7 separate regions of the Mus musculus genome follow, and all the other regions are linked to region 1. A link is a contact called in public HiChIP or PLAC-seq and promoter capture Hi-C data. All regions are on one chromosome and are shown on one strand. The core of a region is the stretch at or near the end of the contact, and the rest is flanking DNA. Distances in the headings are between cores, read along the strand shown.

The links. Promoter capture Hi-C pulls out the DNA fragments that hold promoters and counts their contacts. HiChIP or PLAC-seq counts read pairs in DNA pulled down with a chosen protein or histone mark.
Region 2: an H3K27ac HiChIP or PLAC-seq map of cardiomyocytes shows a contact between it and region 1, with 30 times the contacts expected there. The contact joins the promoter of Commd8 here to the promoter of Gnpda2 in region 1. A contact is called at or near these places in 11 of 39 promoter capture datasets (the 3T3-L1 cell line, the C10 cell line, the HPC-7 cell line and 6 more), 2 of 484 Hi-C or Micro-C datasets (cortical neurons and uterus), 6 of 115 datasets of contacts at active chromatin or transcription factors (astrocytes, cardiomyocytes, embryonic forebrain and 3 more) and 2 of 9 other capture datasets (adipose tissue and liver).
Region 3: a promoter capture Hi-C map of liver shows a contact between it and region 1, with 3 times the contacts expected there. The contact joins the promoter of Tmem33 here to the promoter of Gnpda2 in region 1. A contact is called at or near these places in 5 of 39 promoter capture datasets (the C10 cell line, hippocampal neurons, liver and 1 more).
Region 4: a contact with region 1 is called in a promoter capture Hi-C map of hippocampal neurons, with 7 times the contacts expected there. The contact joins the enhancer-like site here to the promoter of Gnpda2 in region 1. A contact is called at or near these places in 5 of 39 promoter capture datasets (the C10 cell line, cranial neural crest, hippocampal neurons and 2 more) and 1 of 115 datasets of contacts at active chromatin or transcription factors (astrocytes).
Region 5: a promoter capture Hi-C map of hippocampal neurons shows a contact between it and region 1, with 2.7 times the contacts expected there. The contact joins the promoter of Slc30a9 here to the promoter of Gnpda2 in region 1. A contact is called at or near these places in 4 of 39 promoter capture datasets (the 3T3-L1 cell line, 3T3-L1-derived adipocytes, the C10 cell line and 1 more) and 1 of 115 datasets of contacts at active chromatin or transcription factors (kidney).
Region 6: an H3K4me3 HiChIP or PLAC-seq map of embryonic forebrain shows a contact between it and region 1, with 5 times the contacts expected there. The contact joins the promoter of Bend4 here to the promoter of Gnpda2 in region 1. A contact is called at or near these places in 2 of 39 promoter capture datasets (cranial neural crest and hippocampal neurons) and 1 of 115 datasets of contacts at active chromatin or transcription factors (embryonic forebrain).
Region 7: a promoter capture Hi-C map of embryonic stem cells shows a contact between it and region 1, with 4 times the contacts expected there. The contact joins the promoter of Gabra4 here to the promoter of Gnpda2 in region 1. A contact is called at or near these places in 6 of 39 promoter capture datasets (cranial neural crest, embryonic stem cells, frontonasal cranial neural crest and 3 more) and 2 of 115 datasets of contacts at active chromatin or transcription factors (embryonic forebrain and stem cell-derived neural progenitor cells).

Annotation. Positions count from the first base shown.
Region 1 is chr5:69,590,928-69,593,610 of GRCm38.p6, forward strand. It overlaps Gnpda2 (glucosamine-6-phosphate deaminase 2), which reads right to left and starts at 1,377. Exons shown (of 7, transcript NM_001038015.2): 1 at 1,281-1,377.
Region 2 is chr5:72,166,831-72,169,513 of GRCm38.p6, forward strand. Commd8 (COMM domain containing 8) reads right to left here and starts at 1,359. Exons shown (of 5, transcript NM_178599.5): 1 at 1,249-1,359. The coding sequence starts at 1,314.
Region 3 is chr5:67,259,245-67,261,927 of GRCm38.p6, forward strand. It overlaps Tmem33 (transmembrane protein 33), which reads left to right and starts at 1,321. Exons shown (of 8, transcript NM_028975.4): 1 at 1,321-1,562; 2 at 1,720-1,789. The coding sequence starts at 1,745.
Region 4 is chr5:71,916,062-71,918,744 of GRCm38.p6, forward strand. All of the region lies in intron 4 of Gabrb1 (gamma-aminobutyric acid (GABA) A receptor, subunit beta 1), which reads left to right. Among named protein-coding and RNA genes, the nearest start is that of Gm38562, 220 kb to the left of the region's middle. Within about 2 kb of position 1,305, at least 13 of the 459 cell types and tissues checked have an H3K27ac peak or open chromatin away from gene starts, as enhancers often do. A contact at or near this core is called in hippocampal neurons, where this site is marked.
Region 5 is chr5:67,305,601-67,308,283 of GRCm38.p6, forward strand. Slc30a9 (solute carrier family 30 (zinc transporter), member 9) reads left to right here and starts at 1,355. Exons shown (of 18, transcript NM_178651.4): 1 at 1,355-1,597. The coding sequence starts at 1,495. RefSeq lists a cis regulatory region at 1,003-1,726.
Region 6 is chr5:67,426,453-67,429,135 of GRCm38.p6, forward strand. It overlaps Bend4 (BEN domain containing 4), which reads right to left and starts at 1,347. Exons shown (of 5, transcript NM_001164806.1): 1 at 614-1,347. The coding sequence starts at 1,127.
Region 7 is chr5:71,656,988-71,659,670 of GRCm38.p6, forward strand. Gabra4 (gamma-aminobutyric acid (GABA) A receptor, subunit alpha 4) reads right to left here and starts at 1,321. Exons shown (of 9, transcript NM_010251.2): 1 at 737-1,321; 2 at 184-302. The coding sequence starts at 822. It also overlaps a transcript of Gabrb1 not described here.

The DNA of each region.
Region 1 (2,683 bases), core at 127-2,626:
CTCACAAAGGAACGCTGTCTTCATTTATGTCTATTAATAATCTAACATCAAAAATAACTTCAGAGTTATATCCAAAACTCCTAAACAACGGCTGGCTCTCACAGATATGTACTTCTAATATGATTATTCAACAAACAACCAGAAGAAAAAACAAACAAACAAAAAAAAAAAAAAAAAAAAAAACCAAAAAACAGTAAGGACCAGAAAAAGAACTTCACAGCGCTCCGGTATATCTAAGTTTTTCACACGTGCCAGGGCTCACTCCGTGTTAAACACTAAACGAGGCTCCACAGGCACACATTTAATGAGTTGACCCTGTTGCTTTAGAGTATTCGATTAACTTAATACTTTCTGAATTTCTGGTTATCCCCCACTTTCGAGGTAGAAACTGCAACTCAAATACTGCAGAAGTTACAAAGCTATTACGTTTTGGAGGGAACTGGACTTAAAACACATTTCAAATGTTTTATCCATATGGAATCACTAATAATAACTTGTAAAAGACTCTGGGCCCCTCTCCTTGGCTCCAGTAGATCTTAAAAGGAGTCAGAGAACCAGTTAGGTATCACAGTGTATTCATGCACTTGAGCTAAAATGAGAAACACTGCAAGGAAGCAACCAAAGGTCAGGCAAATTGTTTGGTTTTTACTCTGAAGGGAGTGCTCTTAAGGGAGTTCACCTCCAAAATTTCTCAGTGAACCCCCCTCACTCAGTATAAATTATTTTTATTCAGATGTCGAATACGCTCCTTTTCCTTGTTTTACAGTCATCAGAAACCTCAACTGTGGATGCTTTCTGATTCGGCATCGTGGCCAGGTAGCATTTAAACAAACAAACGCCAATTTGTCTTTAAGTGCTTACTGCAGGTGCCGATTCATTTGGGCAGGGCACCCCAGGGAAACTGGCTGAACCCAAGTCCCTGAACTCTCTATGGGGAGGTAACTTCTACACTGCGGAACTTTCACAGCTTTGGGCAGCCCAACAATCCACGCACGGGGTGTGCTGAGCTGCAGTGCTGAGCTTCTGCAACCCCCTCCCCAGATCTGCCTGCGCTGGGCCAGGACTGCTCTACCCTAAGCAGCCCGCGGCAGAGTGAGGACAGGGGGCGGACCGGCGCTGGAAACCTCCCGTGGCTCGGCTAAGGCCGATTGCACACCCCGGGCTCAGGGGCGTCAGGCAGGGGCGCCCAAGCCCTGCTAGACTTCACTCCGGGTCCGGGAATCTGCGACAACGAGCCGCGTCCAAGCCCCGCTTCGGAGCTGTGTCCCCCCTAAACTCACCGGCGGACCTACAGCCTCATCCAACGACCGAAGAGCCGGAGCTAACACACCCAGCAACCCGCCAGCGACTCCAGCCGGTGAGGACTGAGGAAGCCTGAGAACCCGGATGCAAACACAAACACAGGAAGGGACTCGGGAGGACGCTGCGCATGCGTACTGCCAAAGGTGGGGCAGGGGAGAGTGGAGCACTATCACCTGTGGCTTTTCCACCTAAGGGATGTGCTGGGCAGTCTACAGTCCTTGGGTCAGTCACCTGTCACCTCTCTCTTTCGTTAAGTCCTTCAGAAGCTGAATTGTGGTAGACTCCTTGTAGGATTGTAATGAACGATATATGACCTACTCGATCACTTCACCCCAGATATTTGCTATTCACTCTTCTCAACATCATCAACTGGCTCTCAAAAGGAATAAGAAGAGTTTATTCTGGAGTCAAGCAGGGATGCCTATGGTTAGAGAACTAGATTCCAATTAGCCCAAATACTCTCTTCCAAAGATGCAATCGTTTCATGGGGCATTTTTAGTAACAGAACAAAGGGAAAATCATAACAATATGCTTTTCAAAGGCGTTGAAGCATCAGATAGAAAGCTCCAACAAAATGGAAAATCCCTGTTATATACCTCAGTTGTTGCCTGATGATGTCTCTGGCATCTAAGTTTCTATTTGTTCCAAGAGCATTTCCCTACTAGGTTACACACACAAAGTAGGTAATAAGTGGTCATATAAAGCATTGAAACACCCCAAGATAATTTGTCTCAGCATTTCAAACAAAGAGTATGTTATAATCCCCTCTGATGGTTTAAAATAGGTGCAGTGTTACTTTGCGAGCACAGTAACTGTTCATTGAAATCCTAAGAACTCTTATCAAAATTAAGTTTGCAGAGAGGAAAAACCGAAACCCAGGATGATCTCAGAAAGTGGAACATAGATTATAGTATTGTGTAGTTTGTACTGAATAATTCTAAGGGGGTAGAGGAAGCCGACATAAACTCTGAACGTGTGTCTCAGTTTTTGTAAAGGTCAAAAAAAGTAAGTAAGCAGCAGTCACTTTTAGCCAACCTCTAGACTGAAGTCGGGGACCCCTATGGAAGAGTTAGGGGAAGGACTGAAGGAGCTGAAGGGGATGGCAACCCCATAGGAAGAACAACAGAGCTCCCGGAGACTAAGCCACCAACCAAAGAGCATGCATGGGCTGGTCTGTGGCCCCAGCTACATATGTAGCAGAGGACTGCCTTGTCTGGCCTCAGTGGGAGGGGATGGGCTTGGTCCTATAGAGAACTGATGCCCCAGAGAAGGGGGATGCTAGAGGGGTGTGGTGGGAGTGGGTGTGTGGGTGGGGTACTATCCTCTTAGAGGCAAAGAAGAGGAGTGATAGCACTGGGGTCTTGTGGAGGGGGTACTGGGA
Region 2 (2,683 bases), core at 109-2,608, 2.6 Mb after region 1:
GAATTGAAAAGATGAGTGGCCATTAGGCATTCCCAGCCAACGCAATGTGCCCGCACACAGGACTGGAAATAAAACCCCAGCGCAGGAGTGGGAATTGCATCTTTGGAAAGGCAGACAAGGGTGAAAGGGCAGAGGACCTTTGAAAAGGCGAGTAGGGGCCAAATCACAGAAGGCCTTGCATACAACAGAAAGGAGTGAAGGCTTTAATCTGCACTCAACTTTCCTGTAAGTAATTACATTATTTTTCCAAAACTTTGCCAAGATATTGTGAGCAGGAGTAAGTGTGAGACTATAGAGGCAGAGACCATAAACAGGTAAAGGAGGTTGAAAAGGGGAGGTCCAAGGATGAAACCCAGAGTTTCTTAAATAGAGTGGCCTGGTAAAGAAGGATGGTGACACCACAACAACCAATGCTGTGAAAAGGGAGTGGAGACCCAAACCAGGGATTTCCCATAGCTGTGGCAAAAGGCAGAGGCCCAGGAAGAAGACAGCTGGCTCAGCTCTCAGATTCAGGAGTCAAATGTTTTGGCCATCTCTATATAGGAGGAAAGACACCCTGAAAGTTAGGAGACACAGTCCATAGATAGGTTTGAGCTTTGGCCCTGGCTTGCTGGAAACCTGTGGCTGACATATTTCACTGTCCTCATTTGTAAAATCAAAGAAAATGTTTAAAGTACATTTTCTAAAGAACGGAGGGAGTGGCGTTAAATTTCTTTCATCTACAACTGAAGCCGACTTTGGGTAGAAGGGCCACAGTGGAGACTTCTGAAAGCCTGAGCAGGGCAGAGTGCCACCATCAAATCACTTTCACAGAGGTCTGGACCCTGGGTGTGCTGCAAGAAACCCTGGTTGGCTGTCTCTGGTCTCCACAAGCCTGGCTTTATGGGTGAGCTGTTTTCAGCGGCTGCGATCACCTCTTGGCCAAACTTGAGTGGCTACTCCTTTTCTGGTTAGGAGTTGGTTCCTCCCGCCCTCCAGGGAACAGGTCCCACCGGGTTCGACTCCTCACTGCATCCGCCGGACCTCACACAGAAAGGGGCGTTCGGGAGACCTGAACTCAAAGACTGCGGACGCAGCAGATCTCGGGCTCTACCACCCGAGCTTTCTAGAAGCAAGAAGACCCCACACGCACCCAGGCCTGGGCCATTCCTAAACCGCGTAAAGTCCTTAGGCCGCCATTGTGTCTCCAGGGGCCCAAGAAGAATAGTCCGGACCCCGGCCTTCCCGTGCCCTTCACAAACCCCTCACCCCGGCGCCCTGCTCCGGAGGCAGCTTCTGTAGCCGCCAAAGCGGCGTCCCCTCTTCCGGCTCCATCCCCGAGAAGTAGAGATACCTGTCACGTGACAGGCCTGAACCTTAGGCTTACGCTCCGATTCGTCCACGTGACTTTCTGGAGGGCGGGGCCGGCGGGCGGGCTCAAAGTCCTTGTGCGCATGTGCAAAACCTCAGCCATTGGTTTTCTCCTGTAGAAAAAAGAGCAAGTTTTTTTTCCCTCTTTTTTTTTGGGGGGGGGGGGGGGGGGGGAGGGGCGGTCGAGACTGAGGGGAAGTCTGTTACCCATCCGCTTGCTGCTGAAGGAAGATTTACAGACTTTTGCTCGGTTGAGACTGTGTTCAGAGACAGATCTCATAAACTTTCTTCACTGCAGAAAATCATCTAGTAATAGTCACAGCCTGTATTTGAACCCAGGGCCTTTCCCCCAGAGATCTGACAGTCTCCTAGTCAAAGAGTTTGACCTCAAAGACAAATTAAAGTTACTTTTTTTTTTTAATTTTTTTTTATTTTAAGAAGAGATGTGGGGTGGGGGGCTGGAGAGATGGTTCAGCAGTTAAGAGCACTGACTGCTCTTCCAGAAGTCCTGAGTCCAATTCCCAGCAACCACATGGTGGCTCACAGCCATCTGTAATGAGATCGAATGCTCTCTTCTGGTGTGTCTGAAGACAGCTACTGTGTATTCGTAGACATAAAATAAATAAATCTTTAAAAAAAAAAAAAGATTGGATCCCCCCCCCCCGTTTACAAACAGCAAACGCAATCCAAGACAGAACTCATAGAAAGGCAAAGTTCAGCTATATATTATTAAGCAACCCAAAGACTCATTATCCAAGCTAAGAAACAAAACAACCTGCTGGTAAAGAAAACCCATGTTTATACCCACACATTTACCACAGGAGTGAACCCAAAATTCTTTGAGTTGTAATTTCAATCCAAAAAAAAGAAAGTTCGTGATAGAATGAGCCTTGTCATGAGAAGGTGCCATAACAATTAGGGTGATTACAACCCAATATGTAATGTTAGGATTAAGAGTGTTAGAAAGTGCTGAGAGGCATAGATAGAAAAATAGATAGATAGATAGATAGATAGATAGATAGATAGATAGATAGACAGACAGACAGATAGATAGATATGCCTTGTCCACAGTCACATACATGAGCGATAGCTGCAGAGTTTGAAGAAAGAATGAGAGTTCTGCTGTTCTGCCTGGGTAAAGGAAGGCTTACAGGAATGCATGCTTCTGTGACCATGCAATGTGTAAGTTAATAGTGCAAAATGACATCCATCAGGATATAAAGGATATCAAAAAACGGGATTTAGACAACACTGGACACCAAGAAAAGGTTGACCTTTGAAACATGACTATATTAAAATTGAACTTCTGGCAGATGCTGAATTTAAAATATTA
Region 3 (2,683 bases), core at 71-2,570, 2.3 Mb before region 1:
ACACACATACACACACACACAAACACACACACTACCCATACATGGTGGGAGAGCCAGATTAAACAAATAATCAAAAAGAAATATTAGACAATGATAAATATTCTAAAATAGGGGACAAATTATACTCCAGCAATGCAGAGAAGATAATGTGTTAGCTGAGCTTGGGTGATAGGGAATCTAGACTGGAGATTGTGGGGACCTGAATGTGGACATTGGCCTTAGAAGAAAAGTTTACAACATTCTACCGAGCATCCTTTGACTCCTAGACAGCAGCTGACTGGCGCCTAGGCTGCCATGAATCATAAAGGCAATTGTACTTCTGAGAGAGTAGGAGCTTAGAGATACTCGGTTCCTAAGTTGGAGTATAGATCTGTAGTCAGCTTCCTGTCCTCCACCTCTCTCTTCTGTTCTTCTTTTTCATTTTTCTCTATGCCTCTTCTCCGGGTCTCTGCAGACGACACCCCCACCCCTGCATACCTTTTATCTAGCCAGACATGAAATTATGGAAGCCACATTCAAGTCTTCTTTCCTGTTCTTTTCTCCCACACCATCACACAATTCAGGATTTCATTGCTCTCCCTAGTTGTGTGCAATGGCCTCCCTATGATCTTTCTAATATAGATGATGTCACACTTCTGCTTAAAGTTGTAGCTTGGCTCCCTAGATTGCAGAGTTAAGTTCAGAAGTTTTGGCATACATGCAGGCAGAACACTGTATACATAATAAGTCTTTAAAAATATTTTTAATTAAAATATAACTTCATCATTTCTCCCCTTTCCTTCCAACCCCTCCCGTGCCCTCATGTAATGTTTTTCTTGCCACACACCCTGCCTCTCAGCAGTTCAAATCTTTCACCCCCCCCCAGACCCATTCATTCAGTTCACACCGAACTGTCCTGATTCATTCTGTTACTTTACCTGCTCTGTTCTCTTATTTGGAACCTCCTTCCCTTTTCATATACAATTTTTCCTTTCCCTTCAAGATTTATGGCCAGAATTACTTTTCCAGAAACCCCTGATTAACTCAGCTTGTGGTCGTTTTTGCTCTATTGTCTCTGAGAAGGTCAGTGTTATGTTCTTTTTTTTTTTTTTTCCTCCAAGCGTCTGTCACATAGCCGGTTTCACTAGTGCTTGAAATAAGAAAACTAAATCACAGGGTTTGGTGAATCGCTATCTGGAGAGATCATAGATATTTCTGAAGCTTCTGTATATGGAAGTAGAGAGATTTTTGAGGTTCGGAAGCCAGCGAGGAAAATCGCCTGAGTGCCGGTTAAGACGAAAGTTGCCTCGGTGGTTTTACTTAACATTTCCGTGCCAATTGGCTCGTAGGGAAGGTGGAACCAAAACAAGGAGAAAAACTGCATTTCCCGTCATGCCTCCGGAAACCACGCCCGGTGACTCTCAACGTCCCGCCTGACTCACGTGGAAACGAAAGGATCACTTCCGGTTTTGCAACCCCGGGAACCGGCGGCGTCGATCGGCCCTTTAAGGCCTTTCTCCGAAGCTCCGCCTTCGCTTGGGTCTTTCTAGAAAGGCAGCTTCGGTCTGGACCGAGCGGGGCAGGTATTACCGGGCCGCCATAGGGGGACTTCTGCGGCTGTGTGCTGCACGCGTCCGGGAGGGCCCGTTCCTCCGGGGGTTTGGGGTTCCTGCCGGCTCTGAAAGCAGGTCGGAGGGTCGTCGCCCCGCACTGACGTTTTGCTCTTCTTTGCTGTTGCAGCGTCCCGGGCTCCCGAGTGTCTCCCATGGCGGATACGACCCCGAACGGCCCCCAAGGGGCGGGCGCTGTGGTAAGTGAGCGGCCTGGTCGCCCGGCTCCATCAGCCGGAGTTGGCGAGGAGCAGGAAGTGTTTGAGAGGGCTAGAGGGTTCTAGAAGCCGCTGCCTGCCGGACTGGGGTTAGGGAGGAGCCGAGTGGCGGCCAGAGGAGCTCCAAGTTTGTTTCAAAGGCGACAACAGGCAGTTCTGGAGCAGGCGGCTGTCACCTGTCAGCTAGGGATGTTGGCCTCCTTGCCCCTTCCCACACCGCGGTCTCCGATCGTCTTCGGCCCCCAAGGTGGAAAATACCATCTATTCAACCCACATGCCTCGTGGTGCGCGTCGTAGTATTGCCCTTTGTACCTACTTCAAGCCTTTTAAGAAATTTTGCAAAGGGGAGAGAGTGGTGTGTTTCTTTGATTAGTCGTTTACAAAGAGGAGGACTGCCCGTTTGTAAACTTTATAATTAAAAATGTTGATCTACAGGTCGACTCGAGGTAGTTTTTGTGTTTTTGCCCTTAAATTGAAGTTTTGATTTTTTTTTTTTTAAAAAGCTTTTTACAACACCCCTGTACTGTGTACACGCACTTAACTTTGCTGACCCATTTGGAGATTTTTGATAACCCAAAAATACTTAAGTATTATTTTCCACTTCATTACATTTGGGGAATTGAACATGGATGCATTTTAATCTACTTTGTAGTTCACGTGCAGATTTCCTTAACTGTCCATTGTCCCTTCCCCTCTTTGGGAAGCAGCCATTGTGTTTATTTGTTCTGCCTCTTTACTCCCAGTCAGTCCATGGAAATCCCTCTATTATCTCTGGGCTTTGAAGACACACCTAGTTTCAAAAGTCTAGACCTGTTTTACAGAAGGCTCTAGAAACTGAAATTACATTTTGATTATGCCCTTCTCAGGACACAAGAA
Region 4 (2,683 bases), core at 55-2,554, 2.3 Mb after region 1:
ATACATCTGCTGCCTTTCTACTTCAAGAAGTGATTTGTGAATGTCCACCTTATACAGAGTCTTTCAACTCATAAGGGTATTATAATGATTAATACTTAGGGATCAAATAGCACTTGCTGCCATTCTTTTGATATAATTTATCCAATGGGAAAGTCTGATGTTTCTATTATTTCATTCACAAAATTTTGTTGTCTATCTTTAAAATCTACTTCTTCCCTGAATACCCTGGCATATCACACAAATGTTGAATTGTCAGGAGAAGAAGTAATGAGTAGAAATCTTTTGGAGTGGTTAGGGCAGAGAGAGGGACATGATGAAGCTTGAATACTTGCCTTTGCTGTTAAGGCCAGTCATCGATTCTTTCTATGTGTCAGTGTTGAGAGGACAGAGACACACAACTTGATGCTGCTGCCCTCATTAGCCTGAGAAGTTTCCCTAGGCTCAGGCCAAACTGGTATTCATGGATTCAATGATGTAAAGGATTTCAAGACTGGTCAGTTTAGTGAAACAGAGATGGTGATTTTGAAATACTGATGTTTTAATATAGACTTGAGTATTATGGTTTAAAGAAGGAGGGGTAAGAAAACAGCAAGGCAAACATTCAGTTGGAGGCTATATGCTTTCCTATGACACAAAGTAGAACAAAGTGAAATGTACCAAGCATAGACACGGGCTTCTCCAAGAGACAGTAAGCAATTAACAATCTTAGTGCTGGCCATGTATTTCAGCTTAATGGCTCTCGTGATACATCTCAAATGGTTGCTATGAACCATTTATCCCTTCTGTCTTGATAAGAGTGATAGGAGGTGGTTTCAAAGATGCTTTAGATGAAATTGTAGTCCAATAAAATAAAACCAGATGCCACTAGGATTTTCCAATGGAAATTTCCCAATGGGTAGTACATTCTCTCTCTCTCTCTCTCTCTCTCTCTCTCTCTCTCTCTCTCTCTCTCTCTCTCTCTCTTCCCCTCCCTCCCTCTATCTCTCTAGGGGTTTCTGGTGTGATTCCTAGAAAAGTGTTGCACTGGAATCCATTTTTACGTCATTAGCAAGGACTCCAACTGGATTACAGGATGAGGGGCTTCTTTCTCCTTTTCCGGTTCCTAAGATTTTTTTTCTGCTCTTCTATCCTGCCTCACTTTCTGCAACTGTTCTGATAAAGGGGGTACCCTGGTTGCTGATGGCAACCTGCATTTGTGACACAAGAACTGCACAAAGCTTATTTTCTCTAGGGAGAAAGACTGCACACGGTCTATTTTTCCTTTGATGGTCCCATGGGCACAGCACCAGATTGCCATGCATATTGAGTCTTTTCTCATCCCATCGAGACATCACAGCTGCCCCCTCAGAGCGTAGGTGGAGGGACAAATGGATGCTCACAGTACTGCTCTTGGCTCAACTCCCATGCTGCTCCGAGCCTTTTCTATTTGTTCATTCTAGGCTTGAGAAATGAAAATGACCTCAGAGGACCTTCCAGAGGTCTGAGAGAAAAGTCTTGACAAACAGGTGGGTTAGAAACCAACTCAGTAATCTCACTGCAGTTTGGAAACTCCTTGTCTGGAACCAGGGCTGTGGAACAAAGGCTAGAAAAAGAACGTTGGGGTTGACCTTGAGATGGAAGGAGATGGATGCATTTGAATGCAATTATTAAACCTCAGTGGTCTTAATGAAGGGGTTGCATTGTCTGGAATTGCTTCTATAGATGGTGTGCTAACTCATAAGTCCTGAGATGGGGTGGATGAGTTCTGGGCTCACACCGCAATCTGTGCCACATACAGACTGTACACTGTGACTTCTCATTCACTGCATTTGAAGGTCAAAATCAGAAACATAGAAAGGGGACATGGTGACAAGCAGGAAATGACTGAGATGATTAGAGATCAAATCTTTAGAAGTTGCATGTGGGTAGTTTTATCTCCATCAGAAAAGGACCTTTGACAGTCTATGGAATTCTTCCATTCATTCTCCTCCTATGAAACTCTACAAATGTATTTGTCCAGAAAAGTATCCACTCAGTCAAGCACTGTTCCCTTGGCTCACACTGGCCTTTAATCTGTATCTAGACATATAAATTAAGTTTATTAGTATCTATTGGGGTTTTGGAGTTGTTAAACACAAATGAAGTAAGCATATGAATTTTTGATGGAGTTTTAGAAACCTTTTCCATCCTTCTTCACTATTTTGTATGCGCACAGACACACATGTCTATCTACGGCATCCATAGTTCACATGGTTGGCTTGTGTGTGAAATCCCTGGAGAGAACATTCTTGTGACTGAGCCTCTAAACCCTCATGAGAGAATTAAACAAATGTACACTGACATGTTCAGGGTTTCTCTGTGTAGCCTTGGCTGTCCTGGAACTCACTCTGTAGACCAGGCTGACCTCCAACTCAGAAATCCGCCTGCCTCTGCCTCCCAAGTGCTGGGATTAAAGGCGTGCGCCACCATGCCCGGCACAAAACATAATTTTTAAGAAGAGAAAGCACTAAGATTACTAAGAAATTTAGAGGCAAATGTAGCAGAAGATATTAAAGTTGCCAATTTCTCAGTTTTCTACAACTGAGTCAATTCAAAAGAAGTGTGACTAAGTCACATTTATTCCATCTGTTATGTCGCATGTCCGTTACATCACATATCCATTACGTTGCATGACTACTTACTACATCACATGGCTGGATTTGGT
Region 5 (2,683 bases), core at 105-2,604, 2.3 Mb before region 1:
ATGAGTGTTATAACTTTTTAGCTTATTAGAAGCATTCTTCACTGTCAGCCACAAAAACCACAGTGAGCTCATATGTAGGTGCAGGAAGGGCTGTCCGGTGGTCAGCTCTAACTCAAGCCGTTTTACACAGAACAGTTCGTGTTGACCTTTGATTTGATGGAATTTCTTAAGATTAGCAAACCTCATACATAACATTCAGAACATACAGGACAAAACCATGGTTATGTGGTCAGCATGTTCTTGAGCCAAGTCACTTCTTGGTCAGTGAGTGGCAGGCATGTTAGAGTAGTAATATAACTGGCAAGCATGGAACAAAATGGCTACAGTTATGGGGGAAGGGGTGTCAGACCATAATATATTTATCCAAATAGCTGCAATAGCCTTTTACTAGAGACCACAACCTTGTTAGCCATGGGCTTTTGACCTGCTTAACCTTACCAGAGGTGGATTCCCTCCTGTGAAGGGAGCCTCAAGTCCACTCAAAGTGGTGGGTTTCCTCCCCATTTACTGATTTGCACTCATTTTCTTTATTTTTTTATTAGATATTTTCTTTATATACATTTCAAATGATATCCCGAAAGTTCCCTATACCTTCCCTCGGCCCTGTGCACTCATTTTCCATTTAAAATTTTATTTTACAGTACTTTCACTAAGCGATTTAAATTAATCTTTAAAACAACTGGACATGCATCCCATTCTATTTATCTGGCCAGACAGGTATTGACTTAGCCCCTGGAATATAGTAGTATACGTATACTGCACAGGATCCAGTGTCCATATAGCTATTCTCTATTCCGGGGGGACAATAATTTCAGTAGTGGTATTTTGAAGAAAAGTGTACAGGGTAACTATTTAAAAATGAGAACCACGTTAATTATAATTAGGGTGGTGAAAGAAGGCTTAAGCTAAGAACTGAATGAACCTGACATGGTAATGGTTAAAACAGGCGAATGTGTTCAGGTTTCTTTCTCTCTGGGACCAGGCTGTTTGAAAAACTGCTCCATCTTCGCGTACACATAGTACCGCGACTTCAAATTTTATGCACGCCTCTAATTTTGTTATACTACGACCGAGAAGCGGAGGTTGAGTGATCAGCAAGGTGACCACGGTGTTGGACAGAGCGGTGCCGAGGGTTCAAAAGGAAAGGGGACAGAGGCTTAAACCCTGCCTTCTCCTCCTGCTTCCCACGCCCCGGCGGCGCTTCGTAAGACTGTCTCCCGGGACACGACACGGACTCACAAATGCCCAGCACAGTCGGCAGCGCACACCGTCCTGGCCCGGTGCTGGCCAGAAGCACCGCCCACCCCGCCCCCGCTGGCATATTCCGTCACTTCCGCTGTCGCGCCACACCCCCATGACTTCCGGGTCGCCGAGGCCGCCGGCCGCGGCGCACACATCCGTGCTCGCCGGGGTCCGGTCTATGGAGTCAGTTGGCGCGGCAGGCGGCTCGGAGGCAGGAGGTGGTGTCCGAGTGGGGGCCTCTGCCCCGCCAGGATGTTTCCGGGCTTGGCCGCCGCCGCCGCGGCGCACAGGTGCAGCTGGGCGGCGCTGTGCAGGCTCGGTGGCGGCCGGGCAGCGACCCGCGGCCGCAGCCAGGGTGAGTGACGGACCGGTGGAGGCCGCGCCTGGCCTCGGCAGTTGGCCCGCCCGCTTGCCCTTCTCCAACCCAGACAGAGCCTGCCGGTCTCGCAAGGTCCTCACAGGTGTCCCCGCGAGCCGCGGCTACCGGGGAGCGGCCAACCCGCGTAGGGACACCCTGAGGCGGACCTCCAGACCCGGAGGTCTTAGGGCACATCGCGGTGACCCAGGGTGACCCAAACAGGCCGTGGGAAATGGCGGATTCCACCAGCTTGGAGGGTCCCCTTGGGCCGCCGCCGCAGTTCTGTTGCTGCTTAGGTTGAGTGAGGTACTCCTGCGCTACACTTTTTCTTAGTGCCATCCCGTTTTCTTAAATCTCCCTAAATCAAAGTGGATGTCACATACGGATCTTAAGGTGAGGGCTTCTCACAGTTATCGAATGGGCATAGTCTGGGGGACAGGAAACCCACCGAAGTTTGCGGTTATATCGAACAATCCTTTTGGTGACAAAAGTGTCTCCTGAAACTGTACATAAATAACCCTGGGCGCAGGGTGGGATTGAGAGTTTTCATCTTCGTCAGCATTGCTTTCTCAGTCAGATTCAAGTTATTGGAGAGTTTCTAAAGTAGCATCAAACGTGTAAGTCCTGTTTCTGTTCACCTCCCTTGTTCCCGTAGCTTGACACGGAGGACTGCTAGCAGAGCCCAGGAGAGGACAGGACCAAATCCACCGCTAACCCGAGCCCCTCAGGTTCTTGGGATTTGCAAAGAGTGGTTACAGAAACGTTTCTCAAACATTCACAGTCACCCTTCAAAAACTTGGATCGGAAGGCAAAAGCTGCAGCCATTCAGGTTTTTTGATAAAAGCGGTCACACACTCCTGTGCTGGGCAGATAAAGTAGAATATATTCATACCGTATTAAAAGCTGGTTTCTAAGGTTGCAAAAGAATTGATTGCAATACACTGTTTTAGTTTGTTGTTAATGACAGAATACTGTAGCTAGTTTTCCCATGGTGGCGGTATGCCACTTATGAACAGAATGGGCCCTCTGTTTAAAACTCCAAATAAACTTCAACATATTACACAGAAATATATATACATATAG
Region 6 (2,683 bases), core at 97-2,596, 2.2 Mb before region 1:
GAGCAGCAGAACCGCGGATAAAGCTAGGGGGACTGTGCGCCATGGACACCGGAGCGCACAGAGAACAAGAAACCCAGAGACCCCAGGAGGAGCCCAAGTGGTCCAGGTCTGCCCTACTGGGGCCGGGATCTTCAAAGGTCAGCTCCCCCCACTCCCCCAGGCAAAGAACCTCCGAGAAGGACAAGTAGACCTCGGGCGGGCGGGCAGGCGGGAAAGGGAAGTGTGGCGTGGGGGAAAAAGTGAAGTGGCCGGGAATAAAATGGGCGTCTCCTCGGAGTGGCCTCAGCCCGCTGTCCCGGGGCCTGTCCCCTCCCCAGCTCCCCGCCCAGGGCCTGCTCTCTTCACAGGCTCTCCCGCTGCCCTCCCGGGTGCTCGCCAGGAGCCCGCACCCCACAGCCACCTGTTAAGGCGCGCGCGCCGTCGGAAGCTCGGGTCACCGCGGCGCCCCGGAATCTTCCAGAAGTTACTACTGCCCGAGCGTAGCACGCTCCCGAGGCCCACGGGGACCACGGGGACAGCGCGCACAGCCTCTCCGGACCCCCCGATTCCCACGCCCTCCCCCCCTCCACGCCACCTTCGGAGCTCCGCAAAGTTGCGGCCCGGGAGTCTGTACCTGCACTGAGCTCCAGGCTGGCGCCGTCGCTACCCGCGCCGCTGCTGCAAGCGCCGGTCGCCGGGCCAGGGCCGTACCTGACGACGGCGGCGAAGGACGACGACGACGAGGCGGCGGGGGCCGCGAGCGGCGGAGGCGGCGGCGGCGGTGGCGCCGGAGTCCTGGGATGGCCCGGGGGCGCGGCGGGTGTGCAGGACGGCGACGACGACGAGGCGGCGGCGGCGGCGGGGGCCCGGCCTGACCCGGCCGGGTAGGACGGCTGCGTCGGGAACGGCGGCGGCTCGCTGCTGCTGATGGGCACGGCGGCGAGCGAGGCGAAGGGCGGCGGCGGCGGCGGCGGCGGCAGCGGGGACGGCCGCGCGGGCGACAGCTCGAGCAGAGAGGGTCTGTCGTAGCGCTTGGCCAGCGCCGGCCGCCGGCTGGGGAACGTCTTGAGGACGCTGTAGGGGCCGCGCTGCTTGTAGATGCGGGGCGCGCTGGGCCCCTCCTCCGCCGCCTGCATCTCGGGCTCCATGCCGAGTCTGAGGCCCTGCCCGCCCCGCGCGCGGCTCCGGAGGTGGCTCGGCCGCCCGGCCGCCTGCTCTACCCCGGCGCGCGCCGGCGGGAAGGCGTGTGTCTGCGCCGTGGCCGCCGCCGCCGCCGCTGCCTGTCGCCGAGCCTGGCATCTCCGAGCCCCCGCGCGGGGGGCTGCCGCCCAGCGCTGATTGACAGCCCGCCTCGCCAATGCCTGGAGGGAGAAAGGAGGTAAGGAGCAAGTGTTTAGGGTAATATCTGCTAATGATGATGGGGGCGGGGCGGGGCCTGGGCCCGGGCGGCCCGCGCGATCGGCGCTTCGGACAGGGTCGTGGGGGGAGGTGGGGAGGGGGAGCCCGTGGCCCGAGGGGACCCGGTGGGGGAACGGAACCTGGAGGGCGTCCCGGTGGGGACAGGTGGAAGAGGTGGCGTCCCGGCTCTCTCGGCTGTGGACGTGAGGCGGCAGCGGTTGTCCGCAGGGTCCGAGCTTTGGAAAGGAGTTCCCGGCGCCCTCCTGCGTGACCTCCCAACTCTCGGAGTGCACGAAGGGGGTGGTACCTAGAAGTTAGGGCGGGGTCGCCAGAGTGCAAGGGTGGGACAGCAAGTTCTTCTAGAAGGAAGCTACACCTCCCTCCCCCCGCCCCCCTCCCGAAAAAGAACATCTCGAAGGACTTGGCACAGGCCGCTGGGAGGTTTGTCCTGCCTTAGGGTCTTGCTGTCCCAGGTCTGGCGGCCGAACCAGAAAGCACTCAGGGCCTAGTGCTTCCATACTGTTTCGCTTGTTCTCCATAGGGAGCTGGGCGAGAGAGCACAGAGGCGCCATCATTTCTTTCCATTCTACAGATTTGAAAACTGAGGCTCTGAAAGACCAGATTTGAAAACTGAGGCTCTGAAAGACTAAAGGGAAATATGCAAATTCACGCAGAGGAGTTTGTGAGTGAATTGCACGGTTACATATAGGTCTTCAGAATGTAAAATAGCTGGTAGACAGTGCAATTCAAGGGAACAAAATGATCCCACGGTTCCCTTTGGGATGGTGACTGCTTTGAACATTATTATATTATCTATGCATATACGTTGCAAGACCAAAGTGGCCTGGGATCACCCTTTCCTTGCGTTGCTCATACTACCCGGCACCACCGGGCTAAGGATTCAGTGATGAAGATCTCAGTAATTTGCCGAAGCTGCCCCGTAAGGTTCTTCAAACACAAGGAAGGGTTCCGGCCTCTGCCAGTCACTCCTTCCTGTCTCAAAGGGAGCATCCTCTAGTTAGGCCTACCCCAATCCCTGCATCCCCTCTTCCCAAGCTTGGGTTTCAACCTCGTTCATCATTATCCAGGTCCTTGATGAATGAAGCTCATCTCTCCAATCTGGAGTTGCTTTTTTATTCAGAGCTATCCTTCAGTCTTGGGAAAGTGACCCATTTTCTCCTGGGGGCCAGGACTTTGGCCTCTCATTTTCCAGATCTCTCCCATTGGAAGAGTTCCTCTCCCTTGCTGTTTCCAGAGTCTCTGCTCACCCACTCTGGACTGTCTTCCTCTCCTCAGCAAGCTCCTC
Region 7 (2,683 bases), core at 71-2,570, 2.1 Mb after region 1:
ATGGAGGCGGTCTTCTTGTCATAGGTCTCACTGAGGAGAGGAAGAGAGAAAGGGGGGAGGCGCTCGAGAGAATGACTGGTTTTCATTTTTGCACGTGAGGCGTACCTAATATTTCCACAAATAGACAGGCAGACCAGAGACGGACAGACAGAGCACACTTGCATGTTTTGAAACAATCCGTACCCCCAAATCCAGGACGCAGCCTGTTGTCATAACCATCCAGCAAACTGTCCAGAATACGGGTAAAATTTTCCGGGCACAATTTCTCGTCCTTTGAGTTCTGTCCTGGGGATTCGTTTAAACTGCAAGTGCAAAAATAACAGGGGTGGAAAAGACTATTTTAAGAATGGATCTGAGAACAGGTGGAGAAGGGTTGCCTTCTAGGGAAAGAGTCGCTGGTCTTAAGCTAAAGGAGGGTTGGGGGTTGGGATGTGGAGAACCAAAATGGTCAGAAAAAGAGTATCTCTGGGCAGCAGGCACCCCCCAGACTGCAAGTACCCTTTAGGCAGCACGTACCCCAGCACCCGCGCTTCCTGCACCCGACTCTTCCCAGTGGTCTCTGAGTCTACTCGGTCAAAGGAAAGCTTGGCTTCAGCCCATATGGCACTGAAGAAGGGAAGATCTGCTTCGCTCCAGGAAGAGTGGCCAGAGGGGTGTTGTGGATTTGGACACTTGCCCACCTTCCCCATGCACCCCCTATGCTACGACCCTCCCCCCACCTCCCCACCGAACTCACCAAGCCGCCAGGCACAGGAAGTGCAGGAGGGCGAGGCTGACCCCGGAGCACAGCGCAATCGCGGGTACCTTCTGGACAGAAACCATCTTCGCAACATGCCATACTTTAAGCCTGTTCACGTTTCCAGCCTCTCGAGATGCCCTGGGCAGGGTGCGAGGAGAGGGCAGAGTGGCTCCCGCGGCGTGCGCACACTCGCGCTCACACTCGCCCGCGCTCACACTCGCCCGCGCTCCTCCAGCCTAGCCGCGGTGGGCGTGTGTGTGCACGCGGCCAGGGGAGGCGGGACCTGCGCGCCCGCCCCCTCCCTCGCCGCTCGCGCCCAGTGCGAGCGAGAGCCCGGCGCTCAGCTCCGCACCTTGTCAAGCTTGCAAGTGCTGCTCACCGGTGAACTTGGGAGCTCCTGCCACTCGAAGCTAGGCAAGTTTGTTCCAACCTGTAACTCAGGGGACGCCACCCACGGTCCTTGGTCCCTGCTCCGGGTCAGCGACTTCAAAACCCCAATTGGGTCCCCTGCCACTGGCCTGGGCTGACTTCTCTTCTTTCTGCTTTTCTCCCTCCCTTTACCAGGGTTTGGCTGGAAACAATGAAGAGCCTTTCTCATAGGTTGTTTGAGGACTTGCCGGTGCCCACTGCGGAGAATGTAGGTGGAGAAAGGGCGGGATGAGAGGCTTTGCGGGGCGTGGCGGTGGGAGGTATTGGCGAAGGGAAGAGAACCCTTGTAGGTACCACAGTCTATGGGACCTCGAGTTCGGGGGAGGACGGGGCAGGAGGGACGGGGGAGGGCAGGGGGGGCAGGATGCTGGGCGGCCTGACAACTAAGGGAAGGGAAGATTCTACTACCTGGGCAGACTTGCCAAACTGTTGGACAGTTAAGGAGAATACTGTGAAGGTATCTGTGGGGAGAGAACTGTTTTAAAGATAACAGATTTTCCTTCTTTGCCCTACCCGACTCAAGGCACACTTGTGTCCCACCCCTCCAACCCCTCCCCTTGCAACTCTACCTGGGAACTATGGGCAAACAGACTGCTACTTCTTGAAACCCTTCTCCTTCAGAATGGAACTGATTGAATTCCAGAAGTTGACAGCTTTATGGGGGAGGCAAAGGTGGCTGGGTTGGCAAGAGAAAAAAAAAAGAGAGGGGGAGGCGGGGGGGGGGAACGTGGAAGGATGGAGGGAAAGGTGGGGAGAGGGATAAAGAGAGAGAGGGTGGGAGGGATGGAGCAAAAGAGAATATTAGAGAGTGAGGAAGGATAGGAGGGAGGGAGGCAGGGAGGAAGGGAGGGAGGGAGGGAGGGAGGGACAGAGACAGAGACAGAGACAGAGACAGAGACAGAGACAGAGACAGAGACAGAGACAGAGAGAGGTGGTTTCCTTCACAACTTAAAAGAGAACCCTAAACAGTGTTTAATGTTTTATGGGAAAAAAACCAAATACTTGGAACAGGCCTTTTTAAAAAAAAAAACACACACTAATTACTAATTATTGAGGGGTGTACTTTACTTTAATACAATGCACAGAACTGTTTCCAAATGACATGTGTCAATGACATAAGTAATTTCCATAATATTGTGTTCTGTTTAGAACACTAGTGACTTGTTCAAATTTTTAGGACTAGTGGGGTGCTAACATTTGGAAAAGTAAGAGAAGAGTTTGGGTGGTGGTTCTTTAATTAATTCAATCTCTTATTTTTTTTTTTCTTTCCAAAGGAAGGCATGTAGTATCTGTCTATAAAGTGAAGAGCTATGAGCCCTATGGGAGTGTGCATTCTGAATTGCTGCCTGGTGGGATTTATTAGACCTCCCATAGTTTCATCTCTGATATTCTTCTCCTATGGACTGTAATCTGGAGTCTGATGCTGGCTGTTTGCCATTCCTGTGTTTATCTCTTCTTAAGCACAGGGCGTACAGCCTATCAGTAACTATGACTAGACGAATAATCAGTGATTTC